2 separate regions of the Sus scrofa genome follow, and region 2 is linked to region 1. Evidence: chromatin contacts called from public HiChIP or PLAC-seq data. All regions are on one chromosome and are shown on one strand. Each heading gives the region's core, a stretch centred on a gene start, on an enhancer-like site or on the middle of the called end of the contact. The rest is flanking DNA. Distances are from core to core; before and after follow the strand shown. Region 1 holds the start of ZMYM6 (zinc finger MYM-type protein 6). Region 2 holds the start of TRAPPC3 (trafficking protein particle complex subunit 3).

What was found. HiChIP or PLAC-seq counts read pairs in DNA pulled down with a chosen protein or histone mark.
Region 2: an H3K27ac HiChIP or PLAC-seq map of alveolar macrophages shows a contact between it and region 1. The contact joins the promoter of TRAPPC3 here to the promoter of ZMYM6 in region 1. A contact is called at or near these places in 1 of 5 promoter capture datasets (liver) and 1 of 2 datasets of contacts at active chromatin or transcription factors (alveolar macrophages).

Annotation. Positions count from the first base shown.
Region 1 is chr6:91,291,706-91,295,520 of Sscrofa11.1, forward strand. It overlaps ZMYM6 (zinc finger MYM-type protein 6), which reads right to left and starts at 1,790. Exons shown (of 15, transcript XM_021095881.1): 1 at 1,664-1,790; 2 at 383-549.
Region 2 is chr6:92,291,759-92,295,573 of Sscrofa11.1, forward strand. TRAPPC3 (trafficking protein particle complex subunit 3) reads right to left here and starts at 1,954. Exons shown (of 5, transcript XM_005665219.3): 1 at 1,762-1,954. The coding sequence starts at 1,803.

The DNA of each region.
Region 1 (3,815 bases), core at 540-3,039:
CTGGCTAGAGTAGGCCACAAACACGTATAGAATAAAAAGCAACCACTATCAGATACAAGAGAATTTTTTTTTAAGTTAAGAAGTAACGGAAAAACGGTAATACACATTACTTTCTTCTCACAAAAAGAAATATCATAGAGTTACCAAGATCTTTTTTCATTCAAAGATTACTTTCTTCTCACAAAAAGAAATATCATAGAGTTACCAAGATCTTTTTTCATTCAAAGAGCAGAAAAGGTGATATACTCATCTAAAGTAGGGAAAAAAATCAACTTGGGTTACCTTGTAAGTCAGAAACTACCTAAAAATTTGAATTCACCAGCTAGAAAAGAAGAAATTTAAAAAAAAAAAAAGTTTTTAAAAATAAAGATGAAATGCTTACTTGAGCATTGTCAGGTTCTTCTTTAATTTTGTCCAGAAGTCCCTGCTGTGGTGCCATTGCTTTGCCACAGTCACCATCCAAAGGTTCTTTCATTCTAAGTTTTTATGGAAAGGAATTCCCCAGTCTAAAACTAATAGATTTCTTCTTGGTGATGGATAGCTGGATTCCTAAAACACAACATAAAGGGTTGGTATTCGGGTTTATTCTTTCTTTTTTTTCCCATGTTTATTTACATCAAAAGCTTTATGTTGAGCACAAGGTTTCAGGAGCAGGCATTTGAAAAAACAACCCTTCTGGGGCCACGACTATTCTCTCTTCTTCCTGCCTTCTGCTCTTTTAGTAGCTACCTTCACATAAGAAAACAGTCTTACAGCAGTAACTCCCACTTCCCTAATATCTTTAAAGACAAACATTGGTCTTTTATATGTTGAAAGTTACTGAGAAAATTAGACTAGCAAAGCAAGACGTGGGAGGAAGTTACCAAGCTCTTAGAAGAAAGGACTCAGAAATACAGTTTCTGACTCCATGAGAATTAGTATTTGGAGGCCCACAGCAGCTTTTACCTTTAAAAGTGAGGCACATGAAGTTCCCCACCTCTACCTCGAACTCAGTCTTTACTGGAAGCCTCCCTAAGCACCCAACCTCTTTGGCCTAACGCTAGATCAGAGCACAAGGCCTAATGATACATCAGAGCGCAAGATGCCACCACAGGTAAAGTTGACCACCTGCACATTTCAGGGTCTCCAAGGGGGCCGTGCCCTGGTATGAGCCCCTCATAGCTCCACTTTCCAATCGCCTTCTTGTAAACAAGATACTCTTATTAGTCATCGAGCAGACTTCCCATCCCCTAAAAATAAACGTACTAAATAGGACGCAGTAAACCTGAAGCAAAAAAGAGGCTCTTCAAAGTTGTTTTTAATCCAAACAGTCAAGCCAGACATGGAAATGGGCAGCTGGCTTAATAGCCTGTACTACAGATGAGAACTTCTAACCACTTGCCACAGTTAAAATAATCTATGGACGCTCGTGTCATATTCGCTCCGAAAATCTCGTCCCCACCAGTAATTCCCACGCCGGTCACCGAGTACAAACGCGGCAACGTTGTATCGAATGGTGAGAACACAACCCGCATATGCTTGTCAGCGCGTCCCAGCAGCAAAACCGCAACGCGTCAGCTGCCCAGTCCGACTGCTCCGCTTCCGCCCGGCGCCCGCCTCGTCACGTGGCGCAGCCGCTGCCCCGCCCCGTGCGGCCCCTCCCGCTGCCACCTGCCGCGCTCACCTTCTAGTGGCCTTCCTGTTCCCGGGGAACACCGACGAAGAAAAGAGGAATAAAACCGAAGGGCCCTGCTCGGGGATGAAGATTATTTTCTTTTACTGGAATTCCTCCGCCTGATCCATCCCAACGCAACACCCGGACAACTGAGCGTGCGCAGCCATAGTCTCCGCCCCTTTTCCCATAGTGCTCCAAACCTGAGCTGAGTGGACCTTCCCAGCATTCCCCTTTCTTCAGCTATGGTTGACTTCTTAAAGAGACCGAGACCCAATGAGGAAAAGGTAGAGAAAGTGGTTGAGGGGAGACTCTTAGGGGTGTATATAGTTGATGCTGTAAGTTCGCTGCACCACATTGGGGTGGGGCAGCATGCGGAAGTTCCCTCACCAGGGACTGAACCTGTGCCACAGTAGTAACCTGAGCCATAGCAGTGACAATGCCAGATCCTTAACCAGCTGAGCCACAAGGGAATTCTTGCACCATACTTTAATGATCATTTCCAAGGATGTGGCCTGCTATGAATAAATAATAGCTGATATTTATTAAGCCAAACACTTGACATGAGGAGTTCCCTGGTGATTCAGTAGGTTAAGGATCCAGCATGGTCACTGCTGTGGCTCTGGTCACTGCTGTGGCTCTGGTCACTGCTGTGGCATGGGTTTGATCCCTGGCCTGGGAACTTCTCATGCCATGACTGCTACTAAAAAGAAAAAAGAAAAAAAAAAACAAATCTGACTGAATCTTCCATTTAATCCTCACCACAATCCTCAGATGCACAAATTTTATCCAGGAGATTAATTAACTTGTTCAAAGTCAAAATTTACTGTTTTTTCATTCAACATTGTTTTGGAGATACAGCTATGATAGATTAGACTGTCATTCATTTTGACTGCTGTATAGTATTACATTTTAATGGCAGTGCTGCAAAGTAACTGTCTACTACTGATGGACATTTTAATTGTTTCCAGTTTGGGGCTACTAGTTATAGTCTGCTGTAAACATTCCTGCCTTTTGTGACACATATGCTAAGTTTATCCCTAGCAATGAAATTGTTTGTTGTGTATATGTGAAACTTAAGAGAATAGTTTCAAACAATTTTAGAAGGTGGTTGCTTCAGTTTGTACTGCCACTAGCCATTTATAAGATTTCCCGTTGCCACACATCTTTGCCAATAATTACTACTGTACATCTTTCTGATTTTAACCATTCTGGCGGGGGCTTATTGGTATCATATTGTGATTTTAATTTGGAGGTCCCAGATTTCTAATGAGAACCCATTTTCATGTTTTTTGATATTTGGATGGCCTCTTTTATGAAGTGCCTGTTCAAGACTCTTACCCATTTTTGTATTGGATTGTCTGCCATTTCCTTATGGATATATATTCTGGATATGAGTTCTTTGTGAATATGTGCATTTCATATATCTCCTCCCACTCAGTGGTCAGCCTTTTCACTTTATTATTGGTGTCTTCTGATGAATATAAAAGATCTTTATGCTTAGTGTTTCTTGTGCCTGTCAAGAAAAAATACTCCTACCAAAGGTCCTGATTAATTTATGGAAATGTTATTACTTTGTCTTTTTCATTTAAATCTACAATCTATCTGAAGTTGGGTTTTGTGGATGGTATGAGGTAACTCAGGTTTCATTTCTTCCATGTGAATGATAAATTAATTAAGCGCCATTTTTTTAAAAAGTCTGTCTTTCATCCACTGTTCTTTATTGTCAACTTTGCAATTATAAATTGTCTATAGGAGTTCCCGTCGTGGCGCAGTGGTTAACGAATCCGACTAGGAACCATGAGGTTGCGGGTTTGGTCCCTGCCCTTGCTCAGTGGGTTAATGATCCAGCATTGCCGTGAGCTGTGGTGTAGGTCGCAGACGCGGCTCGGATCCCGCGTTGCTATGGCTCTGGCGAAGGCCGGTGGCTACAGCTCCGATTCAACCCCTAGCTGGGAATCTCCATATGCCGCGGGAGCGGCCCAAGAAATAGCAACAACAACAACAACAACAACAAAAAAGACAAAAGACAAAAAAATATAATAATAAAAATAAATAAAAAATAAATAAATAAATAAATTGTCTATAAATGTGTGGGTTTGTTTAAAGACAATGTAATCTATTCTTTTTGTTTCTTTTGGGGGAAATATCACATTGTCTTAAT
Region 2 (3,815 bases), core at 704-3,203, 1.0 Mb after region 1:
TAAGGGTGCTTGTGTGGTGATCATTTTGAGGTGTACAGTAATATCCAATCACTGTGTTGTGCACATGGAACTAACACAGTGTTGTAGATAAACTATACTTCAATTTTTAAAAAAAAATATACTGGAGTTCCCATCGTGGCTCAGCGGATATGAATCTGACCAGTATCCATGAGGATGCAGGTTCGATCCCTGGCCTCGCTCAGTAGGTTAAGGATCTGGCATTGCCGTGATCTGTGGCGCAGGTCACAGAGGTGGCTTGGATCTGGCGTAGCTGTGGCTGTGGTGTAGGCTGGCAGCTGTAGCTCCAATTGGACCCCTAGCCTGGCAACTTCCACATGTCGTGGGTATGGCCCTAAAAAGAAAAATAAATAAAATTTTTTTAAAAAAAGGATATTTGCTAGCTGATATTTACTGTCGGTTGTGTTCTTAGGTGCACTATCACACTGCTAGCTTTACACACGATACTTCAATTAACCCTCAAAACAAACCTTATTATAAAGATACTATTATTACCTTTTTATTTTTTAAAAATGTTTTAAATATTAAATTTTTATTTTTTGGTCATGTCTGCAGCATGCAAAAGTTCCTGTGCCAGGGACTAAATGCCAGCCACAGTAGCGACAATATTGGGTTCTTAACTCACTGAGCCACCAGGGAACTCCCCAAAACAGTAATTCTTAACCTGTGTCCATAGAGTATCTTCAGGGGGCCCACAGATGCCTCCCAAAATGTAAGTAAATGTCTATGTGTATGTGTGTCTACTTACTATTTCTGGGGAGAAGGTCCATAACTATCACCAACTTCTCAAAAGGGGTCTGAGAGAGAAAAAGTTAAGTACAGTACTACACCAGAGTAACAAGGCTGCCTGCTGCCCATTTTTCGTGGCTGTTCCTGATATATGATGCAAAGGTGTGAGGGAAGTTTAGACATGTGTCAACAAAGGGCCCCTGATCTGCCCTGTATGCAACCTTCAGTAACTCAGTTAAATCGGAAAGCAAAGAGAACTGGGCAATTCTGGATGAACTAAGAAAATGCCAAAGAAAAGGAACACGCATCAAAAAGTCCCCTTAGTTTGAAGAAAAAAGTCATCTACCTTACTTCCCAGGCCCAGCCCCCATCTGCAGCCAAACTTTATGGAACTATATTCCCAGGACAAGAAAGAAGCCAGAGAAGAGTACCACTGACTGCCTACTTTGACCCACCCCTTACTCTTCCTTTCTGGCAAAACCAGAATGTGAGCATCTCTTGCAATGCCCACGGCATAGTGTGAGAGATATTATGGTCTGAAGCATGAGCTTTGGGGTCAGAGAGACATGGGTTCAAATTCCAACTCTTCCTAGCGGTAAATTTGGGCAAGTTATGTAACCTCTCTGAGCCCCAAAACGGTGAGAATTACTTTGCGGATTAAATGAGATAATGGATATAAAGTGCTTGGCCCAGTGCCTAATTAACAGAAGAGCGCAACAGTGGGAATTACTGCTATTACCGTCGTCGCTGTTGATCCCGTACTCAGGCCTCGGGGGAGGGGTCTCTGAGCTACTCCAGAGGCCCTCCAACCCGCCTCAGGCCCACGACGCGCCCCGAGCGATTCTCCACTCTCGACCCATCTAGCAGCCTCCTCCTCCTTCGTTCCACCGGAATCACTCCCTCCCAGCGCTCGGAGAAGGCGCTTTACCAGTTGGGCCCTGCGCCCTGCGCCGGGCCCCTTCCCCAGAACGCCCCCATTCCGCCCCGCCCGCCGAGATCACACGCTCCGGTTACCATTTTCTTGCTCTCGGTGCCACGATTCGCCTGCCTCGACATGGTGCCGGCCGCCTACCCCGCCTCGCCACAGACCCACCCGGCGACCCCTCCTAAAACCTCTGGACCCAGTTAGCGACCCCACAGCGTCGGGGATTGACGGGTGCCGCCTCACCGCGCCTGCGCGCCTGCCGCGGGGCACCACGGGAGTCGTGGTCTGGCCGACGAGGGTAATTCCCGCCCAATAAACGTCGGACTACAACACCCAACAGCCTCATTGGCGCCACCGCGTAGCTGGACTATAACTCCCAGAGTGCCCCGTGCTCAGCGGACTCCTGGAGCCTGGCTCCCCATGGGCTGCAGTATGGCCACTAGGTGGCGTTAGCAGTTTGCGGTAATCTTGTATCGTCCACACTTCCCCTTCCTGCCCCCCCAACCCCCACTCAGAGATGCTCCGCAAATTCCTCTCTCGCTGGGGTTGGTCTTGGAAAGTCCCTCTTTCAAACTAGCTTCTTCCGCTGTTGCTGCAATTCAGAGCTAGAAGCTCCCAGGATGTCCCAGAAGACTGGCTATGGCTCATACACAAATCTGGCTTCTTCACAACAATATTTAATGACCACCTACTACGTGCCAACGGCTTTCTCTTCAAATTGCCATCTGTCCCCAGACCCCAAACGCAGCTAAGCATCTGCATCTTAACCACTGTGGCCTCCTGATGAAACATCCAGTCTGATAAAGTTCAGGTCATTTTCTCCCCCTCCCTCCCCTGTAACAACTACAGTCTGGTTCCAGGAAAAAAAAAAAAAGATCACCAGCGTTGGTAGCAGCCAGTCCTGGATTTTAATCCCAGCTTTGCCATTTTAGGCAAGTTGCTGGATCTCTCTCAGTTGTTGTGAAGATTGGTGAGACATGTATGCAGAGCACTTGGCACAAAGTAACTGTGCATTCCCTTTCTTCCAGCCACTCTCTAAAAACACAGCCCAGCAAACAGGCCCCAGAAATACCAAGGGAATGTGCTGGCCACACCCTCACCCATCACCAAGGCAAGTCCTGCAGTCCCAGACCATATAGCCCTTTGGTTTCACCTCCAGCCATCCCTCCCTGACTGGTCAATTCTGACAGAACTGGGCTGGGAGTCCAAGGAGCACCCTCTCCTCACTTAGGCCTGGTGGTCTGGCTCTGAGGCAGCTGCATTTTGCTGCTAGCCTTCACCATGATAACCAGCCTGCCCAGGCATGGCCAGCCTGGCTGGGGAAGGCTGGGGGGCCCGGCTGCTCAGCCTGAAAGACAGTACCCAGGATTCCCTCAGTCTCTCCCCCAGGGTGCAGGACTAACCATTATTACACTCTTCTCCCCGTGGCACAGACATTCTGGGGCCTCCCTAGAGGTAGTGACCTGTGACTCTCCTTCCTGTGTCAGTGCCTTGGCCAAGGGTTCTAGGAAGGAACACGATGGTCAGCTGGAGGTGGGGGTGGGGACGCTGGGGTGGGCTAGCCCCTGGAGGCCAGCAAAACTAGAGAAGAACCTCCTGCATTCCCAGGAGAGAGGACAGCTGAGGTGAAAGCTGCAGTTGGCTGGCCTGTCTGTCGGTCTGGGCTCCTCCCTGCCGGCTGCCCTTGGCTGCCCACAGAAACCTGAGTCACAGTCACGGCCTGCGGCCCGACCCCACCCAGCCTGCTGTCAGGCAGGGCGGTTCTGGAGGGACTGGAGGCGGAGCCTCTCCCTGCCCATCTTGCAACCTCTGAGATTCTTCCCCTCTCTGCTTGCAATTCCTCCTTTTGGCGACTTTTCCTTTGGGACGCCTCCTTGAAGAGTCACCAGTCTTGAATTAAGAGTGGGGGTGGGGTCTATCTCAGGCTAATCTCTAGGGTATCCTCCTGGCTCCTTAGCAACTTCACCAAGGGCTCTCATTCACAAATGCCAATCCTTCTCTAGCAACCCTGCAGCCAGAACTCTTTAGAAGACCAGGCATCCCCTCCCTACCCTCCTTGGCGGAAAAAAATGCAGCGGGCGTAACTTCCCATCCTTTAACAGGGACTCTAGACAAGGACACCCCCCCTCCGCCCCCGCCAACC